Linked DNA regions of Anas platyrhynchos: region 2 is linked to region 1. A link is a contact called in public Hi-C data. All regions are on one chromosome and are shown on one strand. Each heading gives the region's core, a stretch centred on a gene start, on an enhancer-like site or on the middle of the called end of the contact. The rest is flanking DNA. Distances are from core to core; before and after follow the strand shown. Region 1 holds the start of ATXN1 (ataxin 1). Region 2 overlaps ATXN1 (ataxin 1).

Evidence for each region. A called contact is a pair of places that touch in the nucleus more often than the background predicts.
Region 2: a contact with region 1 is called in a Hi-C map of skeletal muscle, with 1.5 times the contacts expected there. The contact joins the enhancer-like site here to the promoter of ATXN1 in region 1. A contact is called at or near these places in 2 of 8 Hi-C or Micro-C datasets (liver and skeletal muscle).

What each region holds. Positions count from the first base shown.
Region 1 is chr2:106,966,560-106,974,476 of IASCAAS_PekinDuck_T2T, forward strand. It overlaps ATXN1 (ataxin 1), which reads left to right and starts at 3,230. Exons shown (of 7, transcript XM_072033323.1): 1 at 3,230-3,285.
Region 2 is chr2:107,072,148-107,080,064 of IASCAAS_PekinDuck_T2T, forward strand. All of the region lies in intron 4 of ATXN1 (ataxin 1), which reads left to right. Among named protein-coding and RNA genes, the nearest start is that of ATXN1, 110 kb to the left of the region's middle. Within about 2 kb of position 4,359, at least 3 of the 8 cell types and tissues checked have an H3K27ac peak or open chromatin away from gene starts, as enhancers often do.

The sequences.
Region 1 (7,917 bases), core at 1,980-4,479:
ATGTAACAGATTGGAGCATCTAGTTAAAACAGGAAAGGGGCGTTGATCCTCATTTATAGATCTGAGGGATTATTCTAATATAAACAATGATCTTAGGAAATCACAGAAGGAGTAACTTCCATGAAAAGGCTTTCATTTCAAGCCACAGAAATCGTGCAGATTTTGTGATCGCACTGGAGAGACCTTAAACGTGCGAAAGGTTGTGATAAATACGTCTCGGTTCAGATAACAGTTTTTGGAGGCCAGGCCGTGACTCCTGTACAAGTTGAGCTTTTTAAGGACTCTCACAGAGCCTGCAAGCTCTCCCCCTGCAGTTTTCAGGACGATCACTACAGGCAGCTCCAAGGAACCGATCAACTTGGCAGTGACTCAGGCTGAGCTAAAAGCTTCTGGGAGCATTCCTGGGAACCTCTGGTACTCTGAAGAGACTCTAGTGAGAGACAACACTGGGGCTGGGACGCTTGCCCAGATTGTAAACTGTGCAGGAATTTCTGTACAGCTGATAAGCTCTGCCCAGGACCCTGTGAGGAATATATGTTTTGTGAAAACACCTACAGGCTCTATGAAGCATCCTTGGGGTGTACAGCAGCGGTGAGCTCTGTCCCCGCTGCCCCCTCCTGCCACGCTGGGCACACACAGATATGGATGTGTGTGTTTGGATGTGTGAATTATCGGAGGAATTGCTTGCTGTTTCCCACCCTCCCTCCCCACTCCATGCACCCCCCTTTACCTTTTTAACCAGCAGAGGGAATCAGAGGGGTTCAAAAATTAGAGGACCTGGGCGTGATAAATGATGAAAGCTCTGCAACGACTATACCAGGCTACATAGACATAAAAAAGGGCTGGAGCCATTATACAGCAGGGAAGGTATAGCCTAGCAAATAGGGCTTCAGTTTGCAAGATCATAGCGGTGTACATGTATTAAACAAAGTGTGCCTGCAGGTGGGTCACTCGGGAGGTGAGGGCAGTGGCAGTTCCTGTCCGTATGCAGCTATCTTGGTTACTTCTGGGCATGGTATTAATGCTGGGGAGTGACTGACAGAAGGAGCAGTGCTAGGGAACAGCAGCCAAAGTGCCTGTGGGGCGGCAGAGGGACCTCAGCTGGGTCTGTCTCTGGGCTAACCTACACTGCTTTTACTGGCAGGCAAAGGGTGTTTATCCCGGCAATTACTGCAGAGGAGCTGGTGTCCTGTAAATCCACACCCTTGATTGCCTCACCTTAAGTTGCTCACAAAGGCATACCCTCAAGCACGTAGCTAACTTTGTATGTGTGATTCAGAACCACTGAGGCAATGGGACAACTTGTATGCCTTAAAGCAGACACCACGTTTACACACCTAGCTGACGATGGCCCGAACAAGGGAGAGAAATGACGTGATGTTTCTGTCCTAACAGATGGGATTTATCATGGAAAGAAAGAGGAGAGAGATTAAATGGCAGGAAAACCACCACGTAATCCAACTTCTGTAGCATTTCAGATTTTTCAGACCTGATCTGCGTATCAGTGTGTGAAATAATCTCCTGGGGTTGGTAGGAGATGTCCCGTCACTTCAGATTTTAATACCAGTGTAAGTTGGTTGACAGGGGTAGTTTATGAAAAGAAAAGGGTTTTAGCCTGTGCTGCTACATAAGTATGAAAAAAATGTAAATAGTATCATGGTTTTATTTTTGTTTACATGAATACTGTTTTGTTTTGTCCTTGATATGTGGAATTGTTGCTTTTCTGAGTCCTTGGCTAAGCCTTGGGAAAAGGGAGTGTTCTATATTGCTTTAGTAGTAATAATACTTCTACTCTACTGTGTCATCACTGTTTTGCAAGATAAAAGGTTCATTTTTACTATTCCTTTTCTACAGGCAGAAGAATGGAGTCGGTGAGCATGTGACAGAACTAAGACCAAGACAACAGGAGTCAAAACCAGGTTAGATTTGCAGCAGAAGCAGTGAAGTCTTTAACAGAGCAGTTTGTGTTACAGAGGCATTGGCTAGACCTTTTCCTTCTTGGAAGGACAGTTCAGGGGGAATATGAGAGATGTCTGCGAAGTTCTGGGTAGCGTGGAGTGTGTGGGTAGAGACTGGCCACTGACTCCGTGCAAGAACCAGGAACACGGGATGAAGCAGACAGAAAGAGACAAATCTTGCACCAGGGACTCGACCTGGGCAATGTGACATAAGAGACAGTGGATGTGTGAAGTTTACACGTGCTCAGGGGAAGACTGCACAAGTCTTGAGAGAGAAATCCACCAAGGGCTACTAAGCAGGAAAGAAATCACATCCTACTCAAGATGCACCTTGAGTTGAAAATAGCAAGAGTCTGGAGAGTATGTGGAGGAAGCAGTACATGGCTGCCTATGCCTCCTGAGGTATCTCCTTATGACCACTGTTGTCTTATGGCCTCTGTATAGCCATTCTTAGGTCCTTCTGTGCCAACAAAATGAGAATATGAGCTGTGATAAATCTATAGTGAGGAACCATTTCAGAACTAGCATCTCTTGTGTGTGAATAGCTTGTGATGAGATGGTCCTGCCCTCAGGTGTCCACACCGTTCTCGCAGCTGTTCTTGACCCCATGGCAGAACAATCCTTGTAAGAGCAAGTCTGTCCCTGTGATAGTAGGTACACTTCACAAGGGCTTGAATTTTTTGATTTTGTGAGAATCCCCATGGCAAAAGACACACACTTTGAGGTAAGGCTGAAGATGTGCTTTCAGCAGGCAGGTGTTTCTTCCTGTACCGGGATGCCCAACTCAGTTCCTTTTGAGAAAACTGCTTTCATAGTGCTGTATTTTTCTTTCAATTGCTGAGTGCCAGGACCTCTAGTTCTTGGAAAGGTATCTTTCACTACCTTAAGTGTAAATAAATAAATGATGTCATATGAGGACAATATGAGAGCAGATGCAAGGTAGGAAGGCAGGTGGAAACTCTCCTGTGGAAAAAAGTAGGCAGGGAGAAAGAGAGACATCATAAGGCATTTCATCCAAGGTGGAAACAATTACTGACATTAGTAGAAAGGCATGTGCTGAAGGGTAAAGAAAGAACAGGAGGATCTGGAAGATCTCTGAGGGCAAGATGCTGCCCTCAGACTGTAAGACGTCAAAGCAATGCCGGTCTAGTTTTGAACCAGTCTACATAAACTGAAATAAATCTGATTTAATGTGATATTCTACCTCAGCCTTTCCAGGACTTTTTTTTTTTTTTTTTAATTTTGAAGTTTCAGGCTTCTTAGGACACCACATCTCCATGATCCTGCAGAAGAAACAGGCAAAATACTCCTTGTAGTTGGATGAAAGGTAAGTTTACTATGTTGTTTGTCAAAGGCTTGCAAGCTGAAGACTTCCTACTCTCCAGAAAATTCTCAGTCCTGTCATGTCTACAGTCCTCTGCCTGAAGATTTTCCTGTTGACCATGACTATGGATCAAATCTAAGGGGGCATAGCAATTCATTCATGCCCAATTTATCCCACTTAAATCTTTGATGTTTATACACCGTTCAAAGTCTCCATTTATGTGTTCCGAGTGGCCACAGATTTGTGGCATACAATGCCTTTTCAAAACAAACAAAAGTGAAGAAATAACATCCTTTGCTGTGTATGAGGTACTAATATCTTGGGACTATCACTCTACTTCTGGTTACTACTGTATTAGTTATTAGTTCTCCTTTTGACAGTGCAATGGAAAGATAGGTACAAAATAACTCTATTCTTGGATGTACAGCAACTTACACTTATTCCTGTCTTGAAACCAAGGTGGGAGCCCAGATGTGCCAACATTGGCTGAATTTGGTAAACTTCAGCTCCAAATTTTCATGAGGGCTTTGAGGCCAAGGCCCTTGTGTGTTATATTTTGTGAAGAGGTAGAGGCAGTGAGGGCAGAGAATAGCCGTTATTCATATGCTGCACCTTTTCTCAATAAAAGATGTTGTAAAGATTTTTAGCGTGTGGACAAAATGTGCAGGCTTGGCAGCAGGGCTGAGCTTATTGGCTCTGAAGGTCTGTTAGGTCAATGATCCATGAGGTTGGAAGGATTTGTTCAATAGACTGGAACAGCTCTGTTGGGGCCATTAAAGTACTGAGGTGTCAAAAACCCATGTTTTCAATTCTTAGGTCTGTTCAAACAGGTAGCTCATTCTAGCCCCTTCTTCTCCTCCCATGAAAACTCATTGCGCTTATCAGTATACGTATAGCATTGATCAGCAAGACTGTGAACAGGCCTTAGAAACCACATTGCCTTTCTGAAGGTTAAGACACTTAAGAAAGTCCAAGAGTTACTTCCCAATCCAGTGTTAACATGATGGATGCTAATCTAATCTATCTAGGCCATAACGCCTGTAACAGACCAAAAAAAAAAGGGCAAGTGAACTCCCAGATAAGTCCCTGTGTCAGGTATGGTTTAAAGGGAAAACCCGTGTGGACTCTGGCTGCTCCCTGCCAGAAGCCAAGAGCCCTCTCCCAGAGAGTGGCGGGTGAATTCTCGTTAGTTCTTCACCGTCATTTTGGTTGAATGTTAATCCTCGTTAACAGCGCTGCCTTGACAGCCCTGGAAGCCAAGAATTTTCCACACGATGGAGCCTCCCCTGTGTTCTCTGCTGGTGTACTTTGACCCTGATATGAAGCGATCACTTCTAGGAATAAAACGGCTGCTGAGTTTCCATTCCCTGTTGGCCCTTCTGCGCATGCCACCTGTAGGGGTAGGTGCGGTGCCAGCGGAGTTATGTGGAGGCCAGGACATGGATGGAGGCCCCGGACATCTTGACACCACAAAGCACCTAACAACTCACACCAGTTATTACTTGAGAGGTGCCTAGACCAACTAAGCACCTCTAGAGAAGGCTTAGCACTTTTATTTTCCACTGGTCATGGCTGAAACAACTTCTGGGGCTAGGTGTGGCTGTGGTCAGTCCCAGGGCTGCCACTGGTAGGTTAGCTGCTTTTCCTTCTAAGTCAATGGCCTGACGGGCAACATATTCAAAAAACTACGTCAGTCCTGATTTTAAGACTTTATAGGAGTCTTTTTTTTCTTTTTTTTTTTTTTTTTTTTAATCCCTTAGTGAATTGCTTTCCTTGTTTAAAACAAACAAATGAAAAAAAAAAACACACCACCAAACTTATTTTAGATCTGCATCTAAGGAGCTATTGTTATTTTAAAGCTATTGAAGCCATTGTTATTTAAAGAGCAACTCAAGTGCTTCTTTTCAAAAAACAAGACAATGATGAGGTACACGCTTTTTACGTAAATATCGCATTACTATATGATAAGGAATGGCAAACAATGGTTTGTGCAGTGCCCCTACAACCCATTCCTAGGCACAGTGTGGTAAAATAAGTTAACAGCAGCCTTTCCTTTGAATTCACTTGCAAAGGACCTCAGCATATTAGACCGTAGAGTTGTCTGAGTCGCAGTGTAGTACTACATACTTGCTTAGTCCTCATGAATGCTTTGCTCTCATTTCACTAAATGTTAATTTGCATGAGATATTTGTGGCTTTTAAAGAGACAGCATTGGTTCTCCGTGCCTACCAGTCTAATTTCCTTCCATCTGAAAACAATCACGGGTAAGAATTCTGGAAAACTTCATCAGCATCCCTGTTCTGACAGGGTATACACTAATTTCTAAGCGAATTCACAAAAAATAAAGATGTTAGTCATATCTTATTATGTTCACACAAGTGGCACTTCAAGTTAAAGAATACATTCTAAATATGTTATTGTTCGGATCGTGTACATGTTTAGCTTCTCGGAGGAAAGCGTACCTTAATTAGCCAGCTGTAATCCAAATTATAGTTTCTCATTTGCTAAAGCTGTTAAAATACCTTAAATCAACTGCCTATGTCTGAAATAATAATGAAAATAACTGCATTAGCAAAAATTATCTGAATGCTAGCAGGCTATAAATAGATAGGAGGTGGATTGGACAGTCGGCAGATTCTGAGTTGGAATAAAAACATCTTACTTAAGCCAAAAACATGGCAACCAATATTTTCTGTTATAAAAATATTTGAGATGAATTTAGTTTTTATGAAAGCTGTCTGAAAGTGAAATGAATAGCAGTAGTTCTCTGTTTATTTACAAGCCAGTATTAGTACCTGAAGCACAAAGACGGGCACCTTAAGAGCAATGCCAGCAAACCTTTGACTGTATTGAAAAATCCTTTTTTCCATGGGATGGGAATGATGGCATGTTTGTGCTCTTTCAGAGAAACCTCCACCTTGATAATGCTTGTCATCTGAGCAAACGGTATGACAGGTCTGTGAAGTGGATTACTACTGTCCACTAGAGGCTGTAATGAGACCAACAATGTCATTTTATGACAAATTGAAGACTTAGACTGTAATAATCGATAATTGTAAAATTACTTTTCACACGCAATACGTCATCAATCACTGGATTTCCCTGAATGTGAATGTTTCAAAAAAATCCACATCCTTACGCCTCTTATTTTCCCATTTTTCACAGATGCTGTTAACTGCATAATACATGCATGTAGATGACACTACAACTGGTATATCAAAAGATGGTTTCTGATAGACAGTGTGCATCTTGCATGTCAAATTGATAACTACCTTTTGGTCAAGAAGGTATTCAGCTGGGAGTCATACCAGTCTCAGCAGGTCACTGGCAGGAGATAAAACATCTTGAGTGGTGGGGGGCCTTGTGGCCCACTCACCACCGAGGTGTTGGAGCCCCTCTCCGTCCTGCCCCTCTCCACTCACGTTGTCTGGACTGCCCTGGTCTGTAATCACGTCTCTTTTGTGCCACAGATGCCTTTTTCTCCTGTCTTAGTTCTGCACTTGTGGGTCAATAGGCCGCACTGTCTTAATGGACAATAAGGGCCTTTGTGCCGGCTGTTCAGCAAAGATCACATTCAGGTGCTGTTTCTCACCTCTGCCTTCACCAGAGCTTCCATATTTTGTGGTTTTCACCATGGAGGGACTATTTTGAGCCCCAGTGTTGGCCCTCAGTAGGGAACTGCAGAGGCACAATGACACCTTGAGACGTGGTAGCACAACCTGGGTGTCGGGAAATGTCAGTGGAGGCGCAGTCCCCTTATCTCTATCATCTTATGCAACCAACATCCATCAAGTCGAATGGGAGGTGAGCGATGGCTCACGAACCTGATGTGGCTGGCTGCAGTTATGGCACTTCCCAAAGCATTGCTAGCTCAGGAAAATGAATATTCCTTCAATTTACCATTGACTTACATTTTAGGGGTTTCTTTTCAACTCTGAGGCAGAAATATGGGCAGAGATTCGAAAGCCTGGAGCATGGCAAAAAATGTGGGTCCTGTGGCTTACACCGTAGCCACAGGACAGAGGAATACACAAGCCTCTTACATGAGTCTGCTGGAGAAGGGAAAGTTGCCCAAAGCTTGCTTCAGCATGAATGTGGCTTCTCTTTCTCCGCGCGTGCCACACCTCTTGGCAAGGTGAAGGTTTGAGAAGGAAAGATTCCTTTCTCCTGAGGTAACAGGAGTACAACTGGAATAAAAAAGGTGGCAGTCGGGAGAATGCCGCGCACGCAGAATTGAACCCCGAGGATGGGGTTGCAGCTTCTCCGGGGCCTTCGCTTGATTTTCAGTAATCTCCAGCCTCTGCCTCTCTCCCGTGGTTCCTTTTATTAAATCAATGAACCTTGCATTAGCTGGGTGAAGATCATTTGCTGTCTGCTACGTTGCTGTGGATGTGCTGTCTCGTAGTGCTGAGCGGCACGTTTGCCCAGACATCCTGGCCTGCTGCTGCTGCTGTCCCCAGACCACTCCTAAGGTGGCACACGATGTTGGGTTTCATAGTGAACCTGAACTAAAGACGCAGAAGTTGCACTGGTAAAAGATCCGTAAGCTTCATAAAGCCAGTCTATATTACAGTATCAACACTAAATCAAGAGCTCTGCAGCTTTCAGTGTTGTTATTAAATTCTCTGGCAATTA
Region 2 (7,917 bases), core at 3,109-5,608, 110 kb after region 1:
CTAAATTACTGCTTCAGAGAGAGAGTGAAGTTTGCCCCAGGGCTGTGGAACAGACTTCGGTCTGTGTATCAGCTCATAAAGTCCAGTCCTCTAACTTGCAGCTTACCCCTTGCGTTTCTTTTCTGCACTTGGTAGAATTGTTTTGTTATTTAAAAAAAAAAATAAAAAAAAAATAAAAAAACAAGAAAAGAAAAAAAAGATCAACAGTGCTTGTCTGTGCAGCTTACATTTATGCAAATTCCTTTTTATTTTCTCCTTCTGTCAATATCTGACTCACCTTCCAAATTTAAATATCAGTTGTAAAAAGACTCAGACCTTCAAATGGCCCTTTTACATGAACTATTTCTTCCAGGGATGTCATACACAAAAAAAAAAAAAAAAAAAAAAACCTGAAGTAAAAAATATGTGTAATAAACACAAGTCAGTTGTCCCAGATTTCTCTTTTCTCTGTACAGCTTTTCAGAACTGCTTTACAGCATGGAGACCAGAGGCTAAGCCCAGGGCTGTCTTCTGTGATCAGGGAGTTGTGACCACCTTTGTGTTCCACATATGAAAGGTGATGCCATTCGCCTCCTTCAGACCTGCTCTGTGTTAGCTGGAGGAGTGGAAGAGCCCAGACCCGTCCCATACCACAGTGAGCATGATCTCAAACTCAAGAGTGCTTTTCTCAGATGCTCACCCTCACTCCAGAAAACCTCCCTTTTCTTCAGAGCTCTTTGATCTCCTGTCCTGCGCCTGGCTCACAACTTCTGGGTAGGCTGCCCCTTGAGATTTTCCTTCCCAAACTTACAAATATTCTAGGGTATTTGTTGTGAAAAGTCAGTAACCCTCTGAACCTTAAATAACAGTGTTCCATGAGGTGCAGCGAGGTACATTCTCTCTGATGTAAGGTGATGCAGCTCCATCAACCTAGATAAACTCAAATGGATTTGTTCCAGCGTGCTTGCTTTTGAATGATGCTGATGGTAATCTTCCTCACACCTCACATTTCTTTCATGCTACACTTAAGAAGTTGGGTATTTAAAATCAAAGCATGTCCTCTGCTTCTTAACAGTCTTCATCATAAAGCTGTGAGGAGACCTGGGCACAGTCCAGGTACTTCTGGGTTATTTTCTTGCCCTGAATTTCTTCAGCACTCAGTGAGGTTTTTTCCACATTTGTTTACTGCTCTGCTAGCCAAAGTGGATCAGTATGGAGCCTTGCCGTGCAGTCTAGAAATGGATGAATTGTCAAGATGAGAGATCCATATATCTGCTTTTCCTGGAAGACTTAAGGGGAAATCAGGATGATACTAATGACAAGGAGGGTGAGTTGTTACGACTTCCCTGCCTCAACCAGTGACATTCCTGCAGTGCCTGACACTGAGATGGTGTTGGTGTTGTTAGGTAGTGTATCCAAAACCCATGTAAATCAACATTAACTCCAGTACACCCCATGAAATAAGAGTCAGGCCATCCCCATGTACGTCTTGTGATCTGAACAGCTCGTCTTTTTTCAGAAAATAAACATCTCTCTGGACTTGGTTTGCGCTTCCTTCTAGCAGTTCTGCTTGGAAGTGAAAGGATTTGGGTGGCTTCCCACCGTGAGGCTGTTTGCTGGACCGCTCTTGGTTTGGCTTGGATTCATTCATCTCTGGTTGGAGGAAGGTTTCCTTCTTCCCTGCTTCTCACTAGGGTTACTAGGAAAGCCTGGCCAGCACTGCATGCGCTCTGGTTCTTCCCAGTGTTTATTTACCTGTCCAGTGGAGGAAAAAGTGGAGATTGGTCTGTGTTACAGACCCATATAATGGGGGAATGCAGAAAACAAGGCATCATTGTTCGCAAAACGTGTTTGTTTGACTCAAACGGGTGAGAGCCAGGAAGTGCAACTCAATACAGTAACGTTAGATCTGTGTCTGGATGGGGTAACAAAACGCACAGGCTTTCTTTGTGCTCGAGCTCTCATCGTGGTTACACAAGTATGGCAGATACACCTCTTGTTCTCCTGGTGCAGATGTAGTCTGTCGTATCACAGGTGACCATCTCAGGATGGTTGAGGTTGGAAGGGACCTCTGGAGATCATCTGGCCCGATCCCCTGCTCAAGTAGGGTCACCTAGAGCATGTTGCACAGGATGGCATCTGGGCAGGTTTGGATATCTCCAGAGAAGGAGACTACAACCAATCTCTCTTGGCAACCTGTTCAGCTTGGACACCCTCACAGTAATGAAGGTTTTCCTTACATTCAGCTGGAACTTCTGTGTTTCGGTTTCTGTCTGCTGCTTCTCAGCCTTTCTTTGGGCACCACTGAAAAGAGTCCAGCCCCAGTGTCTTGACACCCTCCCGTAAGATATTTGTAGACATTGATGGGATCCCTTCTCAGCCTTCTCTAGGTTAAACAGGATTAGCTCTCTCAGCCTTTCCTCATAAGAGAGGTGCTTCAGTCCCCTCATCATCTTCATAGCCCTCTGCTGGACTCTCTGGGATGTCCATGTCCTGGGGAGCCCAGAACTGGACACAACTCCTGGTGTGGCCTCACCAGGGCTGAACCAAAGGGCAGGATCACCTCCCTTGACCTGCTGGCAACACTCTTCCGAATGCAGCCCAGGACACCATTGGCCTTCTTGGCCACGAGGGCACACTGCTGGCTCATGGCTTGCTAAATACAATTAGTAAGATGGGCCTTTTGTTCTGTTTCAGAAGCCATATGTGAGGAGAAAGTGCCTTTACAACTGCTCTGTCTGTCGCATTGTGGAAGTCCCCTGTGGGGGAAGAGAAGTTTCATACCTCACTGCCCTCCTCGTCTGTGGCTCAGCAGCAGTGGTGGTCCCTTCTACAGAGGGTTCAGGAGTGCAGCTCGCACCCTAGCAGGTGAAAAACACTTGAGTCATTTACATAGCAGCTCAGACTACAGCCGACCCAGCTACTGGAGCAAAGACCACAAGTTTTCACATTTGAGTCATCTGCTGAAAAGCTACATGTTTTTATAAAGAAAGACCGAAATGTTTGTTTTAAAGTAATTTTATTTGCTTTCTGGCAGCTGAATCATCTGACTCGTGTATGGTGAAGGCTATGTGTCAAAAGGATTTTCTTGCTGTCTTTCTGTCGGATGGCTGAACTATGATGATCAGCGTTCGACCCTGCTTGCAGTGATAAGAGTAATTGTTTGATTCTAGTGTGAGTATCAATGTTTGTGTCTATAGAAACCAATCAACACTTCCTCCTAATTTTTGTAAATAGGCTGTGACTGTGACACTTGGATTTCCTGTCTCTTGCCTATCTGAATCAAACAATTTTTGCAGACAGCGATGACTTGGCTTCTGCATTCACCATCTATTGCTTCGCTATTAGGCATCATTTCTATTAGAGCCTGCATTTCTTTGTCAAGATATGTCCAGGCACCGCTAGAGCTTATGATCTCTCAATTTTATTCTTCATCATGGATTTGTTTAGGGGCCTTTCTCAGTAATAACTGTAGGAAATAGCAGGTAATGTAAGAAAAGCTGGTTGAACTGCCTGCAATCAGCACTGCACAACATGTAGTATTTTTTCCAGGATAACCTTTTGAAGAGACATTTTTCCAAACTCAGTGGCTGTTTCAAGTTGTTTTTTTTTTTTTTTTTACATTTCAGCATGAATGATTCAGGTTGTCTTGAGAACAAGCTACAGAAAATCACTTTTTATACCCTTTTTAAAAATAGGCCAGATGTTTCATTGAGTAGCTGTGTAGCACCTTTACTCTCGGGGATGTGCATTTGAAATTTGGCTGTGGGGGTGCCCTGGTGTTAGGGATCTGCCTCTCATTTGCAGGAAAAGCTTCCTCTAATAGGTCAGTTTGTAAACTCAGAGATGTGTCATTTTTGTGGCTGCACAGCAGGGGGTCGTTAGGAAGAGCTGCAGTGAGTGTGCTGTGTTTTAAAGCTGAAGGGCTTGGCTTGATAACATGGCACCTTGTCTTGGCTTGGTTTGATAATGTGCCACTCTGTGGTGGTGAAATAACCTCCGAGAGGATCCCAGAGGTATCTGGCTGGCAGAAATATCTTGTGTGGTAACAGAGCCACAGAACAGTTCGGGTTGGAAGGGACCTTGAAGACCAGTGCCACCCCCCTGCCATGGGCAGGGACACCTCCCACCAGCCCAGGCTGCCCAAAGCCCCATCCAGCCTGGCCTTGAGCACCTGCAGGGCTGGGGCTCCCTGGTGGTGCCCATCTCAGCACAAGCTCCCGCGTGCTCCCTGCACCTCCTCTTGGGCCTGCCCTGGGGAGGTGAATGCTCCCCTGCTGGGTGGAGGCAAAACTGGGGTAGCACAGGAGAGAGTAAAGAGTAATTTGTAGCCTCTTCAGTTTATTTTCACCATAAGGGATTGCAAAACGCTTTTATACCAGCCTGCTAGCGCTTCTGAAGGGAGACAGTCATCACAGGAAGAGGGGCAGCTGGTGCCGAGCATGTGTGTGGGAGGAAAACCTCTTCAAATGGCATAGCTGGGTTTGGAAGGGACCTTTGTCCACAACCTCAAGCTCTCGGAGTCTGTGCGATGGGGAAAAAAAAAACTCTTCTCACAGGGGTGTTGTGAACGAGGACTAATTTTAGTATATCAAGCAGTTAGATAATGTGGTGACAGCCAGAAAATAACCTATGAGGGAATTGCTTGTTCTGTCTTTAAAGCACGGCTTGAAGCAGAGATATAAAAAAGGCTTGGGACCGATTTTAACAGCGAGAATGAAGCAAAACGCCGAGTACTGCTTATTCAATAACACCAGCCCTACTATACAATGAGTGGCACCATTTCCTGTGGAAAAAAACACTGCGATCGTAAAATTAAACAAGAAGATGAAGCGTTGCGTAATTGGCCATTTTCCTGGTATTTCCTTGCCTTTTAGCTCGTAATTTTGCAAACGTAGCACTTCTGATGGGTCTGTGTATCTTTGTGTGTGTAATGAACTGTTCGTGACCAAGCCTGCAGTGGCTCGGTGCTTTCTGTCCAAAGACTTTGGAGCGCTTTAATGAGGGCTTAAAGGACATTCGAGCGTCTTGCACTTCTGTCTGCGTGCTTCTTTAAACGTGTTTCTGTCTCCCAAAGCACTTCCCTCTGGTTGTTAAAAATGACTGTGACTTCAGCCAAAGGAGATAAGAGGGAGAATGTTTTTTTCTGACTTATTCTCTGCCAAACTTGGCAGAAATTGGAAGTATTGTATTTGTAAGCCCTTGCACAGCAACGGGTGAGCAAAAGGTAGAAGAAAATACGGCCGTGAAACCAGAGATGTTATCGGCGAGGAAGCAGAGCCAGGTGAGCTCTCATAACTAGGCTTAAATCATTTTGAAAACGTTGAAGAGGGGAAAGGATCTGCGTCTCGTGCTTCCACTGAGCTTGTTCAAGGAGTTGGGTGTCTTGCTGTGCGGCAGAGGAAACGGATACCCCGATAAGTGAGAAATGAAAAGGACCAGAGGGCCTGCTGGCAGCTTCCCGAGGCGCTGAGCGTGCACTGCCCCGGCGGATTTCACCTGGAGCGAGGAGCATTCAGCAGCTCTGGCAAGCAGGCAGGCAGAGTCTGAGGCACACAAGTCAGCCGGCAGGTGAGAAAGCGCCGATCTTCACACGTTCACCACAGAACAAACTGCCTGGGAGCCCTCAGCGTGACAGCAGCCCCCCGGTGCCTGCCCTGCCTGCGCCCTTGTGCCTTGCGGTGAGGCAGAGGCAGCTCGGGCAGCCGCTGCAGCGTGCCCACGCCTTCGTCAGCCCTGCTCTAGCTCTGTCCTCACAAGATCTGCCTGTGGCTGTAGTAAAAGGAGAAGCAGCACGGTGCTGGGGAGCTGCTTTGGGCTGTCCTTGCGCAGGCGTCGCGGTGTTTTTGCTGCTGGGAGCCCTTTCATTCACCCGGGGGCCTATCACCCGTCTGTTTTCGACCCGACGGAGCTGCCGTGCTACGGTAATTCAGAGGCAGCGTTCGTCCTGGGTTATGTGAGGCGCCGCTCGTACACGTGCTCCGTGCCCTGGCGTTACCTTAGGTACGGCTTACTCCGCAGAAAATTTGCGCCGCGTGGAGCAGGTGCTGCCTCCTAATGTGTGTTTGCACAGAGCCCAGCGCAGCAGGGCCTCGGTTTCGTCACGGTTTTTGGGCATGCTGTGGCGTAAGGAAGGGGACTCGGTCTTGCTGAGTAATTGGAACGGTTCGCGCTGGCTGCGCTTGCACGGCTTCCTGGTGAGGAAAGGGATTTTTCTTTCCTGGTTGAGAGGGGGCTCTGCAAATGTCCTCGGAGCCCCAGCCCCAGCTGGCTGCTTGGATGCAGGACAAAGGAGCAGTTCTAGGTGGCCCTGCACGTACCCGCACTCCCCAACGAGTCAAGTGGGGGAAGTTCGCACCTCTCGGTGCCGTTGTCTCCGTCTGCCAGGCTGCAGACTCAGCGAGAGTGCAGCGTGCAGGTTTTCTCCTAGCGAGAGCTTTTGTCGCTCCCAGAAGTGCTAGAAACTTAATTGCTTTCCAAGGCAAGCCCGGAATCTGGAGGACCCAGTACAACCTGCTGAGAGGTCGTAAATCAGGAGATGCTATCGGGTTTCTCTGCTGGGGCTTGCGCGGATTGAGTTTGCTTTGTGAGCGAATGCCTTTGGAATACGCTGGTATGTGTTTTTCTTGTTGATTCTTAGACGTAGCCGTAATTGTTGCTGGCTTTGTTAACAGGCATCTCTGTCCTGCTCTGTCGTCACCCTGCGCGTTCGCTAAAAAGTCTTCAGACACAAAGAAATATTTGTTCTGCCTTGGAACAGTGGAAGCTTCAGTCCAGGTGGTCCCCAGCCATCGTCCTTCAAAGCCCAGCTGGCTGGGTGAAGTTTGACCATTGCTGTTTATCTTCGCTCCAAGTGCTTAAAGTGACGGTGTTTACTTGTGCCTTTTTTTTTACGCTAGTGTGCCAGCCACTTTTGTTTCCAGCCAAATGAACCGTGGTGGAAACTGAGGAAAAAAATCCTTTTGTAGATAAGGAACAACATTTTCAAATCTGCTGGATGGAGCAGGTCCCTGACTCTTATTTTCCAAAGCAGCTCTTGTGAAAATGCATGGAGCTAACCCTTAAATTAGGCTGGGGGGTTTCTGATGTTTCTTACCTACAACCCAGTTTTAAGTGTAGTTTCCCTCATTTCCATTCATGCTGAGTCTACAGGGTCCCCGTTGATGGGCATCCTCCTTTGATGTATTTTGCATGGAAACTAAAGCAGGGAAAGTTTTTAAGGCAAGGCAGCCAAGTAATCTGGGGCCTTTTGATCAGTTTCCATTAGCATTAGAGCAGTAATCTGCCCTGTTAGATGTTATTTGAAAGGCGGTTGGGTGTTTGCAGAAGATAAACACACCGGCTGACATCCGATCCGTCTGCTCGCCTCCCCGGCAGAAAGCTCGCTGAACCTTGTTGGCAGAGGTGCTTTCTGCACAGGGTTCCTGAAAACGTCTCCCGGGCTGTTGGGTTAGTTACTGACATGCTCTGGCGCTGCGCTGGGTCCCATGCCAGCGCTGGACGCTTGGGCCAACTCCAGTTGGAGCTGAGTTTTCAGACCTCTAAGGATGCATTTGCGGCCAGAAGGAGCCGAGCGCTGGAATGCTGCGTCATCCGGACTGCGGCCGATTCCAAGAAATTGATGAATTTGCTATTTTAATATAGCAAATGTGATCTAGTATTTGAACATCAGACACTGAATTTCATTGGAGTCTCCATCCCCAGGGGTGTTCAAGGAAAGGTTGGACAGGGTGCTTAAGGACGTGGTTTAGTGGGTGACTTTGGTGGTAGGGGATGGTTGGACCAGATGATCTTGGAGGGCTTTTCCAACCCTCATGATGCTGTGACTCTATGATTTCTTAGAAGGCGAGTGTGTTGCATCACTCTGGGTTTGGTCCCAGGCCATGCTGCTGAAGTGGCACTGGATGCGAGAGCAGAATTTGGCCCGTGGTGAAAGAC